Linked DNA regions of Zea mays: region 2 is linked to region 1. Evidence: chromatin contacts called from public Hi-C data. All regions are on one chromosome and are shown on one strand. The core of a region is the stretch at or near the end of the contact, and the rest is flanking DNA. Distances in the headings are between cores, read along the strand shown.

Region 1 (5,967 bases), core at 203-2,702:
GGTTCTCAGACTAGCTCTAAAGAAAAGAGGGAAAAAAAAACTGGTGCTGGTGGAAGCTGATGCTGGAAAAAAGACTGATGGATTTGGCAGAGGCTGAGGTCACATTTGCCCTGTCCGTCCGTCCGTCCATCCGCCATCTAATCATTAATTAACGATTTTTAATATTAATGTTTTAGGTGCAGCTTGCTTGAATGCTGCTGCTGTGCTGAGAGACGGACGGATGGATGGACGCACGCAGTAGACTGGTCGTACATTCTCCGTATGCACCTGCGGACTGCGGTACGTACTAGTCCTGCGTGTGCCAATGTGCCATCGCAAGTTGCAGATCACCACGCCGCGCGAGCACAGGCGCAGGACATGACAGGACCCTTGCTTTTGCTTTCCTGTGGGCTCTTAATTACTTGGGGGCACCGATCGGCGATCGATTGTACTCCTATACATGGTGCCATGCAGTGCCTTGCAATCATCGCGCTGCAGTAGCTCGTCTTGGTCCATGTGTAGGGCTGAAAAATTAGCTCGAGGCTCGCGAGCCGGCTCGAGCTCGGTGCGGCTCGGCTCGGAGCGGCTCGCGAGCCTCGAACGAGCCGAGCCGAGCCTTTTCTTCGAAATCGTTTTTTCAGCGAGCCGAACCGAGCCAGCTCGCGAGCCGGCTCGCGAGCCTTGCAAAAATGATCAATTTATGGAATAATAATGAATATTAGATAATTTTATGGATAATAGATCATTTTTTAGTCTTTGATAATGAATATATAATGTTAATTCACCAAATAATGCAACGATAAGTACCAGAATATGGCTCGCGAGCCGAGCCGAGCCAGCTCGCGAGCCGAGCCGAGCCAGCTCGCGAGCCAAGGTCGAGCCGAGCCGAGCCTCTTTCGCCAGCTCGTGAAATGGACGAGCCGAGCCGAGCTCGTTCAGTCACCAAGCCGAGCTCGATTCGGCTCGTTTCCAGCCCTATCCATGTGTGCTATTGGTTTCTTAAATATTTACGTGTCGGGAATCAGTTTGTTGATCATTTTAAAAAGATTATTATTTTTAGACACATAATTTCTTATATACCACATTTCACCTATTGTTTATTACAATCAAGATACTTCAACATTTATTAATAAATATTACATATATAGTGATCTCGTAAGTTTGTGACTCGACTAATAAAAAACCCTACGAACAACATTTTATTGAAAAATTAACTTTTTTTAATTTTTTTTGTTAAGTTATTGATGAACTGGATTTCTAGCTGTAGAAGATATAATACGTTTACTTATCAAAAATTATATATCACATAGAATACAATTCTATCATGGAGGGAAAACAAAGATAAACATACAATGTCAAATAAATGATGAAAACATGGTATATCAGAGTTAAAAGAGTTAAAAGCCGAGACATTACTCAATCTACGATGAAAAAAGAAATAAGAGGTGTATAGCCGCCAAGCACAGATGGGGACCACTTGTGTGTGCGCTTAGCAATTTGTGCCCTTTTTCTGACACCCTCACTTCTTATCCGGAAGCGGTGGATAGGGACACATGCGCCCGCCCGGGTCGCATCCCGACCCGCGCCACCGGTCCGACCAGACCGCCGACCGGCTCAGCCGGTTCACCACTTCTCACTTCACCTGCCTGCCGCTTCCTGCTTTCCCGTTCCTGAAAGAGAGAGAAGCATATCCTCACTCTAGTCTCTCTCGCCCCATCCCCTTCCCCGTCCCTCCTCCAGCTCCCTCTCCTCCGGCTGCTGCCCCTCCACCGTCCGCCCCTCCTCCCCGCTGCCGGCCACTTCCGGACTTCCCCGCCGCGTTACCTCCTCCTCCTGGCGCTTCCCGCTTGGCGGTTGCCTGGGATTTACCCCCGCTCTGTTCCCCTTTCGGGGAACGCCTTCAGAGGCAGGACGGGTACTTGGTCCGGGAGGCGCGGCGACGGCGACAGCGGCGAGTGATTTTCGGTCGCCAGAGGGAGAGTTTTTTTTAACGGGGTTTTGGTGGGAAGGAAGGAGGCGGCCGCGAGTAGGCGAGACGTTCATGGGTTAGATCTGGCGGTCCGGCGGCGCGGATCTGAGCGAGGTAGGCTGTCGCATTTTTTGCCCCCTCGGGCGTCTGTTTCCATTTCCTTGCAGTTGCCTGCAGTTGGCAGGAGCTGAAGGCTACCCAATCTCTCTCTGCAGGTTTCGGTGGAGAGATCGGGTGGTGGTCACTATCTTCGCCTCATTTCGAGTAGATGGAGCGTCTCATGGCCAAATCGGGCATGTATGGCGGATTCTGCTACTGTCTGAAGCAGCGTTGCCTGCAGATCTGAAAGTCACTTGGTCTCCTTGCCCAGTTGACCTTACTGAATGACATTGCTTTCCGCGGTTTGACTGTCATTACATCCTTTTCGGTGTCTGATCAAAAATTTTTAGCACGAGATGACGTGCTTCTAGTTGTTGTTGATATCTTGTCCTGAGTTGAGTAAACCTGAAGCTGGAAAGGAGCGGATCACATTCGTGCTCTTGCTCTTGTTGACTTCTAGGTCTATCTTAGATACCTAGAGGCTGGAAGGGGTCAGATCCAGTTCCTGTGGTCCTAGTAACAAGGTCCTCTTGGGGGAAGGCGCCATGACCTACTTCCCCGAGGAGGTGGTAGAGCACATCTTCAGCTTCTTGCCATCGCACAGCGACCGGAACACGGTCTCCCTTGTGTGCAAGGTGTGGTATGAGGTCGAGAGGCTGAGCCGACGAGCGGTGTTCGTAGGGAACTGCTACGCTGTGCGCCCTGAGCGTGTGGTGCTGCGGTTCCCCAATATAAAGGCCCTCACGGTGAAGGGGAAGCCTCACTTTGCAGACTTCAACCTTGTGCCGCCTGATTGGGGTGGCTACGCAGGGCCATGGATTGATGCAGCAGCAAGGAGCTGTGTTGGTCTCGAGGAGTTGCGCATGAAGCGGATGGTTGTGTTTGATGAGAACCTTGAGCTGCTAGCTCGGTCATTCCTGAGATTCAAAGTCCTTGTCCTTATCAGCTGCGAGGGGTTTAGCACCGATGGTCTAGCTGCTATTGCGAGTCACTGCAAGTGAGTTTTCCAAATGCTAGTACCTTATTAGAGTTTTCTATGGCTTTTTTGTTAAGTGCATCATTTTGCCTTTCCTGATCTGCATCGTAACCTTTTTAAGGACGTACTGATGCCACTATTTAGTCCTTAAGCAGCTTTTGCAAGTCATTGCAAATGACTTTGCCAAGAATATCGAAGTTCACTCTTTTTTTCTAATAAAATTAATCAAAAATTATTTCCTTGGCAACGTTGTATGCAATTACCTTTTGATATGTCATTATTTAGTCCTTAAGCAGCTATTGCAAATGATCACGCCTTGAAAATTTTGTTTCTTTAAGAGCGTCACAGTTTACTTCCTTAACAATGTTGTACGCAGTTACTTCTTCGTATAGGGAACTAGAACAGTACACTTTTGTGCTTTCTTTTATTTTCTCTAATGCTTATCAGTTAGGTGCCATTGCTTGTTAGTTTTCTATAAGCTTATCTTCTGATTGTGTTTTCATTCCATTTTACAACTGTTCAAGTCATGCATTGTCCTGCTCATGCTCCCTTAATGAGCTGAACTGTGATGAACCATTTTATTCAAGTGGTATTTGATCTGTTCTTGCATTTGCTCTTTAGATATTTTACCATTTTTTGCTGTATGACTTCTATAATTTAATTCAGTTTGATGAATTAATACAGTTTTAGCCATATTGCATATAGTTAAGTGGTTGTGTTGTGGCTGTACTGCATATGACTTTTCTAGGACTGGATGCAAATTCGCATGCAGTTATTCAACAAATTATTATCATTAGTAATATCAGTAGTAGTTGAATGCTTTTAGCTGAATCCGTCAAGTTTTTGTTGTTACATGGTATTTCATGGTTAACGTGTTGACTCTGCTTTTTTTCTTCTATCTGTTATCTAGGCTCCTGAGGGAGTTAGATTTGCAGGAAAATGATGTGGAGGACCGTGGGCCCAGATGGCTTTCCTTCCCTGATTCCTGCACTTCGCTGGTCTCCTTGAATTTCGCTTGCATCAAAGGGGAGGTGAATTCTGGTGCGTTGGAGAGACTTGTTGCTAGGTCTCCAAATCTACGCAGTTTGAGGTTGAATCGTTCTGTTTCAGTAGACACACTCTCAAAGATACTATTGCGAGCCCCAAATTTGGAAGACTTGGGGACAGGTAATCTGACAGATGAGTTCCAAGCTGAGTCCTATTCCAGGCTTACTAGTGCTCTGGAGAAATGCAAAAAGCTGAGAAGTCTGTCTGGATTTTGGGATGCTTCTCCTATTTGTGTTCCGTATATCTATCCCCTCTGTCATCAACTAACAGGCCTAAACTTGAGTTATACTCCCACACTGGATTATTCTGATCTAGCTAAAATGGTCAGCCGCTGTGTGAAACTCCAGCGTCTCTGGGTGAGTTCCCTTCTCTTTGTGTTGGCTTGATATTTCTGTACGTTGAGAGAACCACATAATGAATTTGATCCTCCACAGGTACTGGATTGCATTTCAGATAAGGGTTTGCAAGTGGTGGCCTCCAGTTGCAAGGACCTACAAGAACTCAGGGTGTTTCCATCAGAATTTTATGTTCCTGGTGCTTCTGCAGTGACAGAGGAGGGACTTGTTGCAATATCGTCAGGCTGCCCAAAACTGACCTCTTTGCTGTATTTCTGTCACCAGATGACCAATGAAGCGCTAATTACTGTAGCTAATAACTGCCCAAATTTCATCAGATTTAGACTCTGTATCCTTGAGCCAAAGAAGCCAGATGCCATGACAGGCCAGCCGTTAGATGAAGGTTTTGGTGCGATTGTCCGTGAATGCAAAGGGCTAAGACGTCTGTCAATATCAGGTCTTCTCACAGACAAGGTTTTCATGTATATTGGAAAACATGCAAAATACCTCGAAATGCTTTCTATAGCATTTGCTGGAGATAGTGATAAGGGGATGATGGACGTGATGAACGGGTGCAAGAATCTGAGGAAGCTTGAGATCAGAGACAGTCCATTTGGCGATGTTGCACTCTTGGGAAATGTTGCCAAGTATGAGACAATGCGATCCCTTTGGATGTCTTCATGCAATGTCACATTAAAGGGGTGCCAGGTCCTTGCATCGAAGATGCCGATGCTCAATGTGGAGATCATGAATGAACTAGATGGAAGTAGTGAAATGGAGAACCATGGAGACCTCTCTAAAGTGGACAAGTTATATGTTTACCGCACAACTGCTGGAGCGAGGGATGATGCACCAAATTTTGTTAAGATCCTACAGAGCTAGCCGCGACTACCCTTATATCTTCCCACCTTGAGAGGTGATACTTCTCTTTTATCCACCTTTTTATCTGGAAGTATCATTTGCCTGCTTATCAATTTGTTTGATCTTCTGCTAGTCCATTGCTGTTTGAACTTAATTCTTTTGTTTTGCGCTTAGTAACTTGTTGAATATTGCATTTTCTAATACATGCTCCAGAACATGCGAACTAGTATCTCTAGGCCCCTGTTGCTCATTATATTGAGAAGCAACATCTATACGCCCATTAAGATCAGATGACATTATAGACCATATCTCCAATACTGCATGAAGAAGCTTCTGCTATGTGTTTAATAATAGATCAAGCCTGTTTGCCGAAAAGATCAAACTGGATAGTACTAGTACTAGAATTTTATCTGGATAGTACTTGAAGCTGATGTTTGAACCACTTTTCTGCTGCAAAATTGTAGCATCCCATTTTTGTGTTTCTCTCAGTACATTGATTGTGGCTACTCATAGTGCTAATTTCTGTCGAAGTGTGAACCACTCAGATTCCAGTACCTATAGAGAGCAGCAGGACCTGATATGTCTAACCCTGTTTTCCCGCTCCTACTCGATTGCTTTTACAGATGGTCGGTGGAATCCGGCATGCCTGGGGCCAGGGCAACAGTGGTAAGTTCTTGAATCGTCTCCCCTTTTGCAGGGTC
Region 2 (5,602 bases), core at 1,020-3,519, 190 kb after region 1:
AATTGTTCTTACCATGTGAGATTCATTATTGGTGCCAGTTCGATAATGGTGTCTCGATTAATGACTTATGGTACCACCGCGAAACTGAGAGCCCCTTGTGAATGTACACACAAGGTTATGCTGCTTGGCGCATGCTGGTATCAAGGTCTCTAGTCATGATCCGTTATGGAATTACACTGATGTGTTATATTCCGTGGACCATCCCTTGAAACAATTTCTATTTTGTTTGTCAAGTGATCAAGCAACATCTATCATATCTGTCGGATCAAAAGGGGCATACCACTTTCATGTGTGGTCTTTTTCTTTTGATCTTGGTAGTGACTACGTATACAAGTTCCCTTTACGTCCTTTGTGTAAAGGTGAAGCCTTGGAACTTTTTAGTGTTGAGAGACAACTGATTAGCTCTCAAAATGGAGATTGGATTTCCCCTGCTGCTTAGATGCAGGAGTTTGTTCATTCGCTCTCTTATTTAATCCATGTATTCTTGAACCAAATCAGTTCATCTCGCATGAAGAAACAGATGAACCACATGACCAAATGGATTTCTACCCAAATGCATGACCTTTTGCTAGCAAATGTGAACTCTCAACCCTTGGCTTACCGATGGTACTGAGAGGACTTGCTCAATGTCAAAAGTAATTCAACAAGTTGGTTGTACTAACTTGTAACTGCCCAGTGAACAAAGATTGAGTTTAGAGATCATTTTATCGAGTTGTCTAAACTGACTTTAGTTCAGCCTATCCTGAAGAAAACCTTGAAGATCAAGTGAAGATTATGAGCATATGCATCTTAACTTTACCTTGTTGGATGAGGTACTTTGCCATCCTCAGCTAACTGTTAACAGCTTAACCACAGCTCTAGTCATGCCTCGATCGCCTCACGTATGTTTTCCAACGTGTGTGTGATCAAGTCGAGCCATGATTAATGATGGATAAAATGGACTGGTTGTAAAGTTCGCATTTACAGATCCTTTCGCTGGTGAAATTTCGAGTCTCTATCATTTTCTTGAACTTGGGTTTTTTGGCTAACACGAGTTGACTGTGATGTTGTTCGACATCCACACTCGTCTTATGTACTATGAAATTCCAATGAACACTTGTTGGTAAACCTCTTTCTGTGTATTTTACCCAAGACGGTGCATCTGATTCTGCTTGGGTAAGATCGTGTATTTATCGCTCGCTCAACAGCATCAGATAGTACAGTGTCATCAGAAAAAGCAAACTACACACATGGAACCTTATGTGTTCTTTTGGCAGACATCGTCTCTAATGATGGACATCTCTAAATTAGCTTAAGGCGATATATGTTATGTCCACTAGAGAAACCTCATCCTGAGACACTCACCTTTGCTTGGAATTGTCTTATGGTTATCGCTAGTATGGACATGGGTTACATGCTTCTCTACTCTTAGAAGTCTTTTGTTCCGAATCTCGGGACGAGATCCTTTTAATGGGGGAGGGCTGTAACACCCCTGGTGTTTATATTCCGCTCGACAACGAGTATGGATTTAAGCACGTGATATCAGTAAATAAATTCGACATTAAGGTCTAATCATCTTCATTTATCGCGATTTTAATATCGCATCTGTTTCTGTCTATTTAGCCACCTCCTAAAGTTTTCGCGAATTTTGGAACATAATTGTTCTGAAAGTTTGCGAGTTATGCACCTATTTAAAATTCATCGCTCGCGCGAATACGAATTCAGAAGCTCGACCTACTCTTATGATTTTTATTCCGGGCAAATTAATTTGAACTCGACGACTAAAATGTTCAGGGCAAAATAATCTGAATCGCGCATCATCTGAGAGAAATCGTGCGCGAGGTTAAGATTCAATTTATACTTCAGCACACTCTGTAAGATACTAAAATCAACTGTGTTTAGATGGCGGATGAATTTGTATCCGAGTTCAACTAAAACAGTGTTGTCTCAAATAATGTATCCGATATCCGGTCCGTTTACGTGTTGCCCAGAATAGTCTCAAAAGCTATCTAAACAAAATTTAACCAAAATCGTTAATCCTCGGATTTTTCGTTTCGTGATTCGGAGAATAAGGTGTGTAGCCCGTATAGTTGACCCATTATGTGTCGCTAAAAATCTTGATTAAAAAATATCAGCGATTTTCGGTAAAAAAAGAGAGAAGAAATAAAAAAGGGAAAATATCCTCACGCCGCCCTCAGCCCTGATTTTTTTCAGACACCGCGCACGCGTTCTTATCCTCCTGGCCGCGCCGTTTTGGCTCTAGGAGAAAAATCCCGCCGCCCAACCTTATCCCGTGCACGCACTTCATCTTCTCCATCTCCTCCCCATCTTCCTCTAGCGCCGGCCATTAGGGAGGTTCGAGCTCGCCCCTCCGCGCCCTCCCTGCTCGCTGCTCTATAGCTCGCCATCACCCCTCCCTATGCCTCGTCGAGCCGTGTGTCCTCGACTTTGACCTCGCCTTTAGCCGCACACACACCTGAACCGTGCCCCTGCTTTTCTCTCTGCTCCTCAAGCCATGGTGCCCGGTCCTCCCTCCAGCTCGGCCAGGCGGGGCATCGCTCCCTGCCGCTTCTCCCTCCCTGGCGCTCCTCCCTGTCACGCCCGGATCTTCTTTCTCCCTGCCGCGCTCTCTCTCCAGCGCACAGATCCTTCTCTCTCTCCCTCAGCTGGCTCCCGACGCTTCTCTCCATCGCCATGGCTCCCTCCGAGCTCGCCCCGACCTCTGCTCCTCCCTCCGTCGCGCCCAGTCTCCAGCTCGGCCGCCCAGCTTCCTGTGCGCGCCTTGCTTCCTGTGCGCACCTTGCTTCCCCTGTTCAGCTCTCTGCTGTCGAGCTCCTCCGGCTATGCTTCCCTGCTCAGCGCATTTCTCCCTGCTCTCTCCCTCCTCTGGCCATGGATTCTTGGGAGCAGAAGTAGCCCCAGCTCGGCAACACCTATAAGCTCCCTAGAACCAGCGTCTCGTCGAGCCCCGCCGCATGTCCTATTTCCTGCTCGCCCATGGAAGCTGCGCCCAGCCTTTGTCCCCATCGCGCCGATCCGCGCTCGCCAAGGTCACCTGCCGTTGCCCAGCTCGACGCCTTTCCCTGCTACAAAGTTCGCCGTCTGTCCGTACGTCGCCTGCTGCTTAGATCCCAGCCAGGTTGACCTTGTCATGGTGCTGGAACTCTCGTGGATCCGGCATGTCGTCTACTTGGCAGCTCCGGCTAGTCGCATCGTCACGCTGTTTACTCCTTCGACGCCATCTGATGCACACCTCCGGAGCTCGCCCGTGTCGTATTTTAGTCAACATCATATCCTGCGCGACGCGCTCCGGTGTCGTTTGTCGCGTTTTGCGCGTCCTTACCACCTCCAACTTTCAATGTTCACTGTCGTCCACTACGCTCAACCATGCGACAACCACGCCATCCATGGCATGTGTTCACGCCAAAAATTCGAGAAGATTAGGTGTAGAAGGAAACAAATCAGTATGTAGTCGGAAAATTCTTGATGTGAATGGAGAAGGCAGTGAAGTCCGCGTGGTGCTCACCACGTGCTCGACGTAATGGCGGAATTGGAACTCATAGCTTTGCTCGTGGCCTTCAAGACGGATTAAATTATTGGTGAGCTGTCATTGCTCTCGCTTTTCATTTTAATATTTCTCGTCAGTTTAGTATACTTGCGCTGTTAATGTGGGGCATTGACATGCGTGTAAATCGTAGTAGTGAATTAGTGCCAGAATAAAATTTGATCGGGTAGAATAGTGAAGTCTAGTAAGTCGCTCGTCACGTAATTAGTGTTATGCGCGGACCTGGAAGCGTCGTTGATTTCGTGGATTCAAGTAGGAACAAAAGCAACAAAAGTTGGTACCACCTTAGAACAGAAGCAACAAAAGTTGGTTGCTTCCTCACCTAAAAACAACGGGGAATAAAACCCTGAGTATGGAATTACTCAGCAAGTCTTACCCGACTAAAGAAAAGACTCTCAAGGGTATGCTGGATTTGGGAATCAAGGAGAGGCTTTAGCAAAAATCAACTTAGATACTTTTGCAGAAATAGCTTACTAAAGTGAGTCCTTACTTTCAATATTTTAACGCCAGATTAAATATTAATAGACTCTGTTTGCATATGGTCTACTTTCACCATCTCATCAATACAACATCATTTTTATTCATGAGGTTCACATCCTGACTTAGGTTGCAAGTCAGTGATCAAGTCTCCACTCTCCAGGGATATAACGGCGATCCGAATCGATTTACTCAACTGAGGATCTCTAACCACACGACATATGTAGCACGTAACCCTTGCATATGTCAACTCACCACCGGGGTTCTTAAGACCAGATCAGGTTCACGCCAACCGTGAGCATAGATACACCACCGTTCAGCCTCTTGCCACGGAGGGTACACACTACTCTCGCCATCTCTCCACGCCCATTGCGTGTTATCTTATTCTGGTATTAGTCTGCCCGAGGCAAAGCTTACCCTGTCTCATTTCCAGGGCATGTGGCCAGTTAAGATAGTCCTTGATCTAGAAGGCCTACATACGCATCCAATCCTTAATTGACCCGGGCGGAGCATCACCTGTTCCTAGCCCAAGTCGCGAGTTAAATACTTCCATCCTTAGGATTGTTCTGTGTTCCTTAGGATGAAGAGAGCATTATAGGTAGCTTTGCAGTAAGATTCCACCATGCTCTCAATGAAAATATTCTTGCAGGTAGAAGCCATCTTTCCTCAGGATAACCCCTAAGCTAGGCCTTAATGCAAAAGACAACCTCTATCCACAAGATCTGAGCAGGGCTAAGCATTTTTGTAAATCATATTTTGATACTTCACAAGAAGTATCTATAAAGGTATGGATATCAAGGAAGGCAATGCATCAAAGGGTTTCCAAGCAACTCCTATAAACCTAATGCACATTTCACTAGACTTAAAGTGTGCAAAAATTATTTAAAAACACAAGAAAGGGTTTGCATGCACCGGGGCTTGCCTTGGTTTACAGGTGAATCAGGCTCGGACCCGCAGATGTCAAAATAAAAACAGCTGCCTGCCTGATGTCCCGCAGGTGGTGGTGGCGAAGTCTTCTCTTCTTCTACTTCAACTTCTTCTTCGTTTTATAAATATAACCATACATAATAATGAATGCCCATGTGATGCTTATGAAGATGCAAAAACAATAGAAATTGGTTATCTAAAGTCTTGAATACAATTTTCCTTCACGATTCTCCGAGAAACTAGGGTTTCTGGAGTTAGTAAAGGAATTCAAAGGGCAGGGGGTAGGGTTTTGGGTTCTAAGCATCAAACAAGGTCCAAATCAAACCAAATTCTACCCAAGGCTTCTAAATAATGTTTAGAGTTCAAATAAAAGTTTGGGCAATTTTTGAATTATTATCTATTTTCTAAAAAAATCCAGAACCAATGTTTTAAGCTATTTTAAATGCTCCAAAATTCCCTATTTGATCTAAAAATCATGGAACTATTTTTATTAAATACTATGGAAAATTTGGAATCTAGGAAAATTGGTTTGACATTTTTGCCATTTTTCTGCAATTTTCTACAAATTTCTAAAGTTGGAAAGAAAAAGAAAAGAGAAAAGATGAAACAGTGTTGGGCCAAATCTGGCCCAGGCGGCCCAACCTGCACAGGAAA

The links. A called contact is a pair of places that touch in the nucleus more often than the background predicts.
Region 2: a Hi-C map of bundle sheath shows a contact between it and region 1, with 2.7 times the contacts expected there. The contact joins the promoter of LOC100192803 here to the promoter of LOC100278846 in region 1. A contact is called at or near these places in 3 of 25 Hi-C or Micro-C datasets (bundle sheath, ear and leaf).

The regions. Positions count from the first base shown.
Region 1 is chr2:67,295,551-67,301,517 of Zm-B73-REFERENCE-NAM-5.0, forward strand. It overlaps LOC100278846 (Protein AUXIN SIGNALING F-BOX 3), which reads left to right and starts at 1,453. Exons shown (of 5, transcript XM_008671272.3): 1 at 1,453-2,062; 2 at 2,164-3,044; 3 at 3,934-4,426; 4 at 4,505-5,321; 5 at 5,890-5,967. The coding sequence starts at 2,593. The coding sequence ends at 5,287.
Region 2 is chr2:67,487,085-67,492,686 of Zm-B73-REFERENCE-NAM-5.0, forward strand. LOC100192803 reads left to right here and starts at 2,270. Exons shown (of 1, transcript NM_001137996.1): 1 at 2,270-3,538. The coding sequence starts at 2,495. The coding sequence ends at 3,451.